Linked DNA regions of Gossypium hirsutum: region 1 is linked to region 2. A link is a contact called in public Hi-C data. All regions are on one chromosome and are shown on one strand. Each heading gives the region's core, a stretch centred on a gene start, on an enhancer-like site or on the middle of the called end of the contact. The rest is flanking DNA. Distances are from core to core; before and after follow the strand shown.

Region 1 (6,243 bases), core at 1,047-3,546, 220 kb after region 2:
GTACCATTTGTACAAATAAGAATCCCCTTCGTTACATGATTTCTTCTCCCGAACCCGTTTCCTGAATTTTGTAGACCAAAAATATTTGTTTTAATAAATCAAACCGTTTATTAAAACGATCAAATTACGAGGTGACCCGATCACACCTCATAAAAAAGATTGGTGGTGACTCTCATCTTTATTTTCAAAATAAAGTCGATTTTCAAAAAAAATTCCGACATATACCTTAATATATTCCAACTCATGTGTTTTTAAGGTGATTTGCCCATTTAAAGGTTGATCTGAAAAGTAAGAGAATTTAAATAAAAGTATAAGCTCAAAAAATGGATTTGAACAAATAATAAAGCTCATTTTGTAAACGAATCGAGCCTTGAGTAGCATTTTTTTAGCTTGGGCCCGACCTAGTCCAACCCGAATCACTTGCCCGTACACTTTTTTTTTTCAATTTGTTGGAAAATATTTATTTTGATATTTTTAGTATATTTGATATATTATATTTTTTAGATTTGTTTTTATATAAAAAATAATCTAGAAAATTTATTATGATCGGGCTTGGGTTTAACATTTTTAATATGAGCTGGGTTTAGAAAAAAAATTTAAGTCTATTTTTCGAATTGAGTCGAGACTAAGCTTAAAAAGTGAGCCTAAAATTCTATATTGATCTGGCTAGCCCATAATCAACTATATTACAAATCAAACTAAAATTTAATTAATTTAAAGAGTTTAAATTTAATGTATTAATTATATATAAATTTTTTTTATAAAATATCAATTAATTAAATGATAATATATTATAAAAATATTTAAAAAAAATCAAATAACTTCACCTTCTAATAATAAATAACCATTTAATTTATTGATAGTATTTAAAATGAAGCGCAAATTTTAAACTTGTTGACAATAAAAAGAATTGGTCTCAATCCCTGCAGCAAATTGTAGTAAGAAAGCTATTTTGAGATTCTATATTCTGACAACAATTTGCTTGAAGCTGAAAGATGTAATAAATAAAATATTTTTTGGTTGATTGAGCTCATCATTCTCTCACTTGTTTGCCATCTAATCTATTACACCAGTCAACACTATTACTTTACTTGCCCTTTTATCTTTAAAAAAAAAAAAGGAGAAAAATATAATAATAAAAAGGCTTAGACGTTTGGTATTTCAATTGTGAGTTTACTCAAAGGAAAAAAATATATAAAAATCCCATAAAAGTCTTTTTTTTTATAAAAACATGAGGAGAATCAGAATAAAATTATTTATCACATAACATAATTATAAAATATAACTAAATAGATTTCACAAGCGACAAGATTAATTTAAAGTAGGATAAATTTGGATAAATATACACATGCTTTTACTATAAAATCAAAATTTTCATATACACTAGAAAATTACGGCACCTATAATGTGAGTGAATTTTTTAAACAAATATAGTTGTTAAAAATTGATATAGAAATTAAATGAGATTTTGATTGAGATGGTAAGGTTACATATTTAAAATTCATTGTATCATAGGTTTAAGGGATAAATATCAAAACTGCACATGAACTTTGATTTTGTGTGATTTTATACATGAAATTTTGGTTTGGTTTGGTTCAAGTTTCATAAATCACAAACATCATCGAATTAGCACTATTTTGCATACACAAACAATTACATTATTCCAATATGAAAATAAATGTATGCATTCATTTCTTTAAATGTGTACAATTGAAGCAAAATAAAGTTTCATTATACATATGAACTACAATTGAAGTTTCATGTGTATAATTGTACAAAACCAAATTACACATTGAACCAAAATTTATGTATAAATTTAATATTTATCTCTAAGTTTAAATATCATTATAATTGATTTTATAGAAAAATATAAAAAAGATAAAGCTGATCTAATAATAATATAATCTACTTTATATATAGAAGAATATTTTAGTAAATTTTCAATTGAATTAATGCTTAATTGACCTGTTACACTAACTCGATCTATGATTTTCATTATAAAAACAAAAAATTCATGTTATTAACTAAACTTTATAATACTACTAGTAAAATTCATTAAGAAAAATCAAAATTTGCATCTATTTAAGTGAATTTTAAGGTCACACATCCACTTCAAAGTTATTATCATTGCCATAATAAAAGAGAAACAAAAAACTTCCTCTCTTCCATTTCCACCACAAAAAAACCAAACCAACAAAGAATGCTTAGAGTTTCACATTAACTTTGAATCTAGAAAAGAAAAAAACAACAACTTTAAGCTACATTATGAACTGTAAATTAAATGTCAAACTGGTCCAACATCCCAATCTACATTAAAATTATTTCACCAACAAAAAGGTTTAATTTTAAATTTTATCCCTCTACCTTATGCAAACTGAGAAGTTAATCCCTTTATTTAACATGGGTTAAAACAATTGAATTAATTTCCCAGTTTTAATAAATTACAATGATCAAAATGTATCAAATTAGAATAGGGGGACCAAATTTTAAATTTTTGTAAAGTATAAGGATGGAATTCAATTAAAGAAAGAGTCAGCAATTATCTCTATTAAAAAAGGAAAAGAAGAAGAAACTACACCGCACGCGCTCCTGACTCGGTCTGGCTGGCTGCTCTCAAAGACAACGGCAATACCATCATTTTATTTATTTTCTTCTTAATGCTCATCCATTTTTTTTCTTACAAAAAGATACCAAATTCTTTGACTGTCTGTCTATATTATTTTGTTGTTTTAAACTTTTATTTTATGATGAATTTTGTATGATGAATTTTGCAGAAGTTTCATTTTGTTTCCTTTAAAGTCAAGCAAGAATCTTAACTAATAAAAAAGAAAAAGGCAGTAAAGTAAACAATCCCATAAAACCTTCATCTTTAAGCCCGTTTTAATTTATTCTTTTACTCTGCAATTCTCAAACATGTCGGGTAGATTAAGGGATAGAAGTTCCAGCCAAGCCAAACGACACAGCCATCATCAAACGACGACCACGGTGGCGGCGGCGGCGGCAATGCCTAATTTCTTGACCGAGACGCTGCCGTGTCCTTTCGGGGAGTTGGCGACGAATTTGTCGGATTCGGCGCTCCGTGAGACGGCTTATGAGATTCTGGTTGGAGCTTGTCGGAGTACCGGTGGGAAGCCTTTGACTTACATATCGCAGTCGGAGAGGAACTCGGAAAGGACGGCAACGCCGACTCTGACGTCGACAGCGTCGTTGCAAAGGTCGTTGACATCGACGGCGGCGAGTAAGGTGAAGAAGGCTTTGGGATTGAGATCGTCTGGGAGAAAGAAAGTGAGTGGTGAGTCGGACTCGGAACGAGTCAAAAAGGCGGTTACAATTGGAGAGATGTTGAGGGTTCAGATGGGAATTTCAGAGCAAACGGATTCCAGGGTTAGAAGAGCTCTTTTGAGAGTTGCCGCTGCTCAGGTTTGTTAAAAACTGTATATATTAACCTTTTTTTTTTTTGTCTTTTTTTCCTTTCAATTTTACTGAGAGAAGCAACTTTTTTTTTTTTGGCGTTTCTCTTTATTTAAGCTTAAGTTATGTAATTCCGTAGAAGTAATTTGTGCTAAGCTGAATAAATTAGAAGCTTTTAATTTTCTTAATTTTTTTAATTTGATAATTTATGCTGGAATCACTGTGGACAACAACAGTTGTTGATTATTGAGAATGTTTGTGGAGTTTTGAGTTCATTCATGTTTTTTTTTTTTTTTTTTTTGCTGCTCAAATTTTCTTATTTTTTTTATTAACAGTACATATGTATGTATGCTGTACGTTTATCAGCTTGGAAGACGGATAGAGTCAGTAGTGTTGCCACTTGAGATGTTGCAGCAACTCAAGCCTTCGGATTTTCCGAATCAAGGAGAATATGAAGCTTGGCAAAGGAGAAATCTGAAGCTTCTTGAAGCTGGATTACTATTGCATCCTCTCTTGCCACTGGACAAGACCGACGCTGCTCCGCAGCGACTACGACAGATCATTCGTGGAGCCCTCGAGAAGCCCTTGGAGACTGGAAAAAACAATGAATCAATGCAAGCACTCCGGAGCATTGTTTTATCTCTTGCTTGTAGAACCTTTGATGGGTCTGCTTCTGAGACTATCCACTGGGCAGATGGATTCCCATTGAATCTCAGAATTTACCAAATGCTGTTAGAAGCTTGTTTTGATGTTAATGATGAAACATCGGTTATTGAAGAAGTTGATGAGGTTCTTGAACTCATAAAAAAGACTTGGGTAGTCCTTGGAATGAATCAGATGCTGCATAATCTTTGTTTCTTGTGGATATTGTTTAACCGTTATGTGGCTACTGGTGAAGTGGAAGGGGATCTATTGTTTGCTGCCAATAATCTGTTGATGGAAGTTGAAAAGGATTCAAAGTCCATGAAAGATCCCAATTACTCCAAGATATTGAGTTCTACTTTGAGTGCAATCTTAGGTTGGGCGGAGAAAAGGCTTCTTGCCTACCACAATTATTTTCATAGTGATAACACTGAGTTATTGGAATGTGTTGTTTCTGTGGGAGTTCTATCAGCAAAGATAATGGTAGAAGATATCTCGCATGAGTACCGTAAAAAAAGAAAGGAATTTGATGTGGCTCATGAGAGAGTTGATACATACATACGATCATCACTGCGCACTGCTTTTTTTCAGGCAAGTTTTCACTATTTCAAATGTCCATACATATTATTGGGCAGTGCAAGATAACAAGGCTCCTATAGTTTCATTTCATGATATAAATTCGTTTTTAACATTTTCCATATGATAGATAGGTTTTCAGCATTTGCAAGTTTTTGCAGGCATATTAAATATGCAAATTTTCCAAGTGCAGCGTCATCATTTCTTTATGAGTAGCATTTCCCCTTACTAAACCCTAATATTTGTTTTGTTAGCCTTAAATTCTATATTTAGACCAAGTTTATTAAATTCCCGTCTGAAAGTGACTCAAGGTTTTCTCTGTTGATAATGTATTTAGACAGATAATGGAGAAGGTGAAGTCTAGCAAACGCTCATCTAATAAGAACCAGCAAAATCAGCTTCCTTTCCTTTCCATCCTTGCACAAGATGTCAGTACACTGGCTTTCAGTGAGAAGGCAATTTTTAGTCCAATATTAAAGAGGTGGCATCCTCTTTCGGCCGGTGTGGCTGTAGCAACTCTTCATTCCTGCTATGGGAATGAGCTGAAGCAATTTGTTTTCAGCATTGGTGAATTGACACCGGATATATTACAAGTGCTAAGAGCTGCAGAAAAATTGGAGAAAGATCTTGTGCAGATCGCGGTTGAAAACTCAGTGGACAGTGAGGATGGCGGAAAGTCAATCATAAGGGAGATGCCTCCTTACGAGGCTGAATCTGTAGTCTCCAATCTGGTGAAATCATGGATAAAGACTAGATTAGACAGACTGAAGGAATGGGTTGACAGGAATCTACAACAAGAGGTTCATGGCTTTTGTTCCTTTTCTTTAATTATTTGATAGTGGTTTTAGTCAGTTGAAATATTCTTCTGTCGTCTTCCATAATCGGAAGATTTGAAGATGAAAGCTATTTAGTAGGGGAATTTTGTTCATGTTTATAGATTATACTCAGTTTCTACCAGTTGTCATGTCTTGAATCTCATTTAGTATATGACCGTTCATTGCTATGCATTTCTGTTTGTTGTCTCTTTATAGGTATGGGATCCGCGAGCGAATAAAGAACGATTTGCTCCCTCTTCTGTTGAAGTTTTGCGAATTGTAGATGAAGCTTTGGAAGCATTCTTTTTGTTACCAATATCTATACATGCAGCATTGCTTCCTGATTTAACCAATGGTATCGATAGATGTCTTCAACATTATATATCAAAGGCAAAGTCTGGCTGTGGTACGTATTTTACGTAATCTGTAGAAGTCCACAGCATGGATTTCTTTCCATTATTTCTCTGAAGTTATCAGTTTTGACTAAAACTAAAAGTTAAATACAAGATATTCTGATCTACAGGGACCCGGAGTACTTTTGTTCCCTCAATGCCTGCTTTGACTCGATGTTCATCACGGTCAAAAGTTTCGGGTGTATTTAAGAAAAAGGAGAAGTTTCAAAAGGCACAGAGCAGGAAATCTCAGGTTGGGACCACAAATGGTAATGGCTCGTTCGGGATTCCCCAGCTATACTGTCGCATTAATACTCTTCAGCATATTCGAACGGAGTTGGATGTCTTGGCAAAACGGACAATTGTGCATCTTAGAAGTTCTGAATCTCATAACAACAATATTGCCA
Region 2 (6,309 bases), core at 3,550-6,049:
TCAAGAGATCAGGCACACGCTTTGATTCAGGAACATTGGCACTTACTATGGGTTCATTGAAAGATTAGCTTAGCAATTCTGCTTCAAGAAATTTAAGCAGCGTTTCTAGCAAGGAGGACCTAGACCCTTCAACATGTTGATGCAAAAGTGAAGGTAAGGATTTTTTATATTTTTCTTTTGCGGACAATAAAAGAAAAATAATCTTCATTTTGAGGTATTTTTGCCATCCATTAGTTTTCCAGTTGAAATTTATCTCCTATTTTGATTGGTTGCATCAATTTCTTGAGATTTGACGCAGGAGCTTATCATGGCTTTTATCTGAGATGCGTCATGAAAGTTTTAACTTCAGTTTCTGACATGGATGACATTATTTGACTGAGGCTTCTCGCAAGGGAAACATGGTTACTCTGATCAAACCTCTTGGGGAAAATCCAGTTATTCTTGAAAGACAATATCAAGCATACCTCTGTTGAGACTTCTTCGAATGTAGCATCCTTCCATGGGCATGCTGATTTTATAAGGTATATCTCATCTCGAAACAATGATTTTCTGATATTGTAAACATGAAAGGATACAGTCCCCTTGCATTTTGGTGCGGGACTCTAGTTGGTGGGTGGTCATTGCTTCTATTACATGGTCTTCTTTTATGGTATTCAAATGACCACAGCCTCAGAAAATGTTCAAACAAACAGTGATAGCCCCGTTTCATGTTTATCTATAGCATTGCAAGTTTATTAGCCCTATGTTCAGGCTGGCCATTGATAATGAGTGGCATGATCCGGTTAAAGAAGTTATGGACAAATAAAAACCGATAATGCTAGCATTTAGATCCCAAGCAGAGGTATGCCCCCGTTGACCTTTTCTACTGTAACCTATGTTATTCGAATTTTTTCTAAAGTATTTTAATATATTTGAAGGATATATCTATAATTATTATGTCTAAATATTAGTCAGACACAGAGATCTATCAGGGAAATGAATAGTTCAGGCATAGCTAAGCATACCCTTTAGTACAAGGGGCATTAACGATAGGTTCATTGACTGACTGACCTAGGAAATCGGCTTCAAGAAGCTACAAGTGCTTCATTTACCTACTCCATTGACATGCTCCTCCGATGCAAAGCAAATTAAGGTGTTTTTTCAAGACAATATGTAAAAGAAATATGATCTTTGGATTGGGATATATGTTGCCATCCAATTAGTTTCAGTCTTTTATATCCTGTTTTGATTGATTGCTTCAATTTGTTGAATTCTATTATGTTCTACTCTGACAGTTCTATTCTCCAGTTTCCCAAATCAACGATATGCCATTTGAGTGAGGCTTCTTGCATAGGAAACACAGCTACTGCAATTAAACTTCTCGTGGAGACTCCTTTGACTGTGGTGTCCTGCATCCTCACATGGACATACCAATTTTGGAAGGTATTTTCTCAGCCAGAAACCAGGATTTGCTGAAGTTATAAATGCCAAAGGCTAAACAGGTGATCATTGCTTCTATTCACATGGTCTTCCTCTATGGTATTCAATTGTCTGCTGCCTCGGAATATTTTTAAACGAATAGCAATGGTCCCCTTTAATGTTTTCCTATGGTGTTGCGGGTTTATTAGCCCTGCGTTCAGACTGGTCTTTGATAACCGAGTGGTGCCAAACTGGTAAAGGGGTTACGGACAAAGAAAAACACCATAGAAGCAAACATTTACATCCTTATCAATCAGCTGCAGTAAACTGAACCCCACTTTTTCAGGTACTTTCGGTGATATTTGGTCAAGTAACAATGAGTTCTAAATGTTTAGACTTATTGTATGAAAAAGTTTTGCTTTCTTCCATTCAAAGAAACCTCAAGTTTACTCATTGGCATCATTTTCCGTCTTCATAAACCCTATACTTTAATGTAAATTTAAAATGATGTTAGATATTATTGGTATATAAAAATTGAATTAAAATTTTATATATACAATTGTATATAAAATCAAAATTTATTTAATGTTATTAGACCAAAATTCATTTATGATTTTGAGATTTGTGTTTGAATATAAACAGATGGCATCCTAATAATAGCAGAGATTCCGCCAAAGCAGGACAAGAAAGAGGGACTCAGCACTTGCGTTAATATTACAACAGATGAAGTAATATCCAGATCTTATGGCAGAGATTTAGAGAGGGGAAACAATATTTTAAAAGAAGAATTTAATTTAAGAAACCGCCCGCCATTTAGACTTGTTGAATTATTGAATTTCCCTGTGAGATGATCCAAAGCAAAGGGACAAAGCATGGGTAGTGAAATCAGTTGGTGCGTAACATCTGACTTAACTTATAGCAAATTGAATTATAATCTTGTAATATAAGTTAATAAATAAAGAAGAAGATGTCTGCAGCCAAGTTGATTATTTAGATGTGAGTCAAATCTTTTGTTAATTATCTCTTATCTCATTGCTTTTTGTCTCTTTTTGTAGTTTGATTATTTTGCTCCATGTTCCCCATAATTACCACCCTACCACTACTGGTAAAGCTTCCTTACACAATTTATTCTTTTTATTTTTATTTTAAATACAAATGACTGTTTGAGAAAAACAAAAGCAAATTTTGTTCTAATTATGTTTATTATTTGATACATTGGATAGTGGGCGAAATTAAAAAATCATTATTTAAATTTGTATTAAATAATTATCATTAATATATATGAGATATTATCCCTTAAATGTTTTGTTTGAATTAGTTGATTCCTAAACTCTATATGGATCACTATACCGATTACTGAATAAAAATAGTTGTGAAGTTTAGTTATATATGTTTAGATGTATATATTGCATTCTTAAAATGGAGACCACATGTTCGAATCTCAAAGATATATTGTTAAAAGAGACAATTTCAAACCTCGAACATGCATCATAAAATAAATATGGAAGATACAGTTAACATTTCAACAAAACCAACTTTGTATGATGGGCAGATCATATGTGATCCTCTTAAATCAAGATTCCTTGGTTCAGCCAGCCACCAGGGCAATCTTTAATAAATTACATGTTTAATTCAGAAAACCAGGTTAGCAAGCAGGCTCTTTTTCTTCTTTTTTTTCTAGAAGTAAAAGCCAACAAGCAAACAACAATCTTAGTAAAATACTGAATTAAGAAGGAAAATGTTTTTTTGGAAATGTGTAGCTGTGCCTGCCTAGTGAAATTATGTACAAAATGCAACTATTAGTCCATTAATCAAACATCTAAATGGTGTGTTGGACCCTGAATTTGTTGTTCACACCTTTCTCTATTGGCAAACCATTGCACTGTTCTTCTAGCTATTGGCAACCAAAGCAGCCTTCTCCTTTCCTCCTCTGTGTACCTTTCAGGCAATGAACACTCACTTTTTCTGTTCCTCCTACCATCGTCTTGAAACCTCGATAAAGCAGTGATATCCGACATTGATCTTTTCTCAACTTGGTTAGTAATCCTTGATGCAGCATGACTCGTACTAGCTGCTGAATCCGATGTGAAAGCCACATCAGGAGTTGAAACTGGCTTGTTTAACAGTCTCTTTATCTCCAATTCCCTTTTGATCTTCGTAATTCCTTCGTTTTCGATTGTCCTTGTTTTCGTACACTGCTCCTTGTTTATGTCTAGGTACACAAATCTGTTGCTCGACATGTCGTTAAGCATCTCTGAGCTCAAGAACATCAGGTCGGATGAACTTACACTGCTCCACCGGTTTTGCAAAACTACATCAGATACAATGATCTTATGATTGACCTTATGGAATCCATCATCATCAACATCCTCTTGGATTAGAACTTTGGTTTCGATATCACCCTTCTCGGATTTTCTGAAACTGGTTCCGATGCTGAACCTTGATGAGCCATGATGCTCTTGCTCTCTCTGGACATACAGCTCTATGTTGGAGTCTTCTCTTAGCTCAGATTGGTTCATTGAGAACCGCATGCTGTTTGTATATGTAAAGATTGTTGGGTCATTAGCGTTGACCTTCTGCCTGCAAAGAGGGCAACTTGAGTGCTTTTCTAGCCATTGATCAATACAATCAATGTGAAAGCCATGTTTGCATTGAGGCAGCAACCTTAGGATCTCAATATCTTCGAATTTTGATAAGCAGACTGCGCATTCAAGCCCTTGTTTTGATCCTTTAAGTGAAGAGAACTTAAAGAAAGGAAGCGATTCCACAACTTTCTTGTCGATCCCTGAGGACCGAGACCTTGTTCGGTTGAGTATTCGACGATGATGATCAGCATGAACCGTTGCTGCACTGTGACAGAATTTGGCATAGACAAGCAGGAAAAACGTCAAGGCAAACATGACACAGAGTATACCTATGACAACCGCCAGGCTCGGTTGGAAATTTGAGACAGCATCTCCTGAAATTGCATCAGTCTCACTTGAATACGATTGTGCATCAACAACAACCAAAAAAAGGAAAATAAGAACTAAACTGATCAAAATAGATCGAATCATTGAAGAACACGTCTCTCAGAACCCAGAATTCTATTGCTTCCCTCCTAGCATTTAAGCTGAAACATGTACATATATATATATATATATTAGACCATGTGGGGGTAGTTTGACATTGGTTTGTTAAGCATAGTCCCAATCCTGACAAACATGTCACTCCCCTAAAAGAGCGTCCTTTTTAATGTTTGGCAGCTTCCTTTATTTTTATTTCATATTGCAATGCATGCCTTTTTTAAAATGTTAAAATTTCAGAAGTGATGACATAGTGGAGAGACTTTTTGATTGCATACAAAATTTGGACTCGGCCCTGGTGGCGTTTTCTGAGACAGCCAATATACGGTACCAAACTTGTGGTCTTATGCTGTCATAAAAAAACCAATCATGCTATAAATAAACATGGCTGCCATTAAAATTCTTCAACTGCCTGCATTATATGTATATACATATAAATATAAAAACACGTATTGCATTCTAAAGGAGAATCATAAAACCAAAGTGGTGGGGAAGTCTCCTTTACTGCTATAAAAGCATGTCAGAAATGATGTTTCAGATTATAATTAGACAAAGAAATGATGCTACAAATATTATTACATACAAATGCAGTATTTAACTGCAGCAGTGATACAACTGAGAAAGGAAACAAATAACTATATTCAGTGAGGAAAGCAAGGACTCACACGTGTATTTCAATGTCACACTTGATTGCATGTCCATTTTACGCTTCAGGTCTGAGCAGAGCCGGCAGGATTGGTACTAGGGAATGTTGCCAAACGGTTTTTATTATCTGGATCAGTGCACTCTTCGCTGGCATGCCGAACAAACTCTTCAGGGGACATGTGGGTACCATGGCAAGCACAAACAATCTTTATCTGGTTTGCGCTGAATCTGTAAGTGACGCCAGAAATTGTTCTACCGTGTGGGCCAGTACCTGTGGTTGAAACCCATGGTAAATTTGGAAAAGAACCAGATCCCCCAAATTTCAGGTCTGCGGCAATACCAGGCTTTATGATTGAAAAATCAAGAGTTACTACGCCTTCTGCTGTAGGTTGATCCAATGGAGCATTTGCTCTGAGACTCATGCTGCTGCTTCCTTTTACATCTTCGTCTACCGGAGTACAGGAGCTTTCCTCTGTGGCATGCTGTTTACCTTCGCCATTGACTTCCTTGAATGTTCCACCGTTATATTGTGCAGCCTCAGAGGAATTGCGCACAATTGTATGCACAGAAGCTACATTAGACAAAGGGAAAGTTCATTAACAATTAGTAGCCTTGATGATACACAAAGGTAAAATAGTGTTTGAAAATCATTACGGCACAAATGTAAAAATAATAAGTTCTTAGAATAAAATGCTGAAATAAGTATCATATAGAATTCATTCATACATTTATGTACTAGATTATTCAACACATACTAACAAGTGATTTTCCTTTAGCGTCAAGAATATTTTGAATCTCACTTTCTTGTCTGGGCAAAAAGGTTTCAAAATGCATGAAAGTATATACTTGATGCTTTTAATATATGATAACTCAGAGCTCTCAATGAAGTGTAGAAAAAACAGATCAGTAGGCATATATTACAAATCACATCCATCCATTAATCACATCATATTGCTCGTTTTCTTTTTCTTTTCCTATCCTCAAGCTAAGGGAGAAAGAGATACCTTGTGATATTTTCAATCCATCACTATGCTTATCAGAATTAGGTGGACCTTTTCCAACAGACATCGGTTGGAACTGTGGTGAGTGAGAGACCGTACCCCAGGGATTATCCTTATCTAACAGTGGAAGTTGAACAGGTGAATAACCAAACATAACTGGCAAGTTTCCAGGATTCACTGACCCTTCACCATTTCCAGAA

Evidence for each region. Hi-C and Micro-C count contacts between places; a contact is called where the count stands out from the background.
Region 1: a contact with region 2 is called in a Hi-C map of leaf, with 2.1 times the contacts expected there. The contact joins the promoter of LOC107901179 here to the promoter of LOC107901270 in region 2. A contact is called at or near these places in 3 of 34 Hi-C or Micro-C datasets (all in leaf).

What each region holds. Positions count from the first base shown.
Region 1 is chrD06:11,803,109-11,809,351 of Gossypium_hirsutum_v2.1, forward strand. LOC107901179 (protein unc-13 homolog) reads left to right here and starts at 2,297. Exons shown (of 5, transcript XM_041095682.1): 1 at 2,297-3,420; 2 at 3,778-4,644; 3 at 4,971-5,429; 4 at 5,661-5,850; 5 at 5,968-6,243. The coding sequence starts at 2,914.
Region 2 is chrD06:11,576,060-11,582,368 of Gossypium_hirsutum_v2.1, forward strand. LOC107901270 (E3 ubiquitin-protein ligase ATL42) reads right to left here and starts at 4,800. Exons shown (of 1, transcript XM_016827197.2): 1 at 2,897-4,800. The coding sequence starts at 4,454. The coding sequence ends at 3,210. LOC107901272 (ninja-family protein mc410) reads right to left here. Exons shown (of 4, transcript XM_016827201.2): 3 at 6,113-6,309; 4 at 4,948-5,679. The coding sequence ends at 5,174.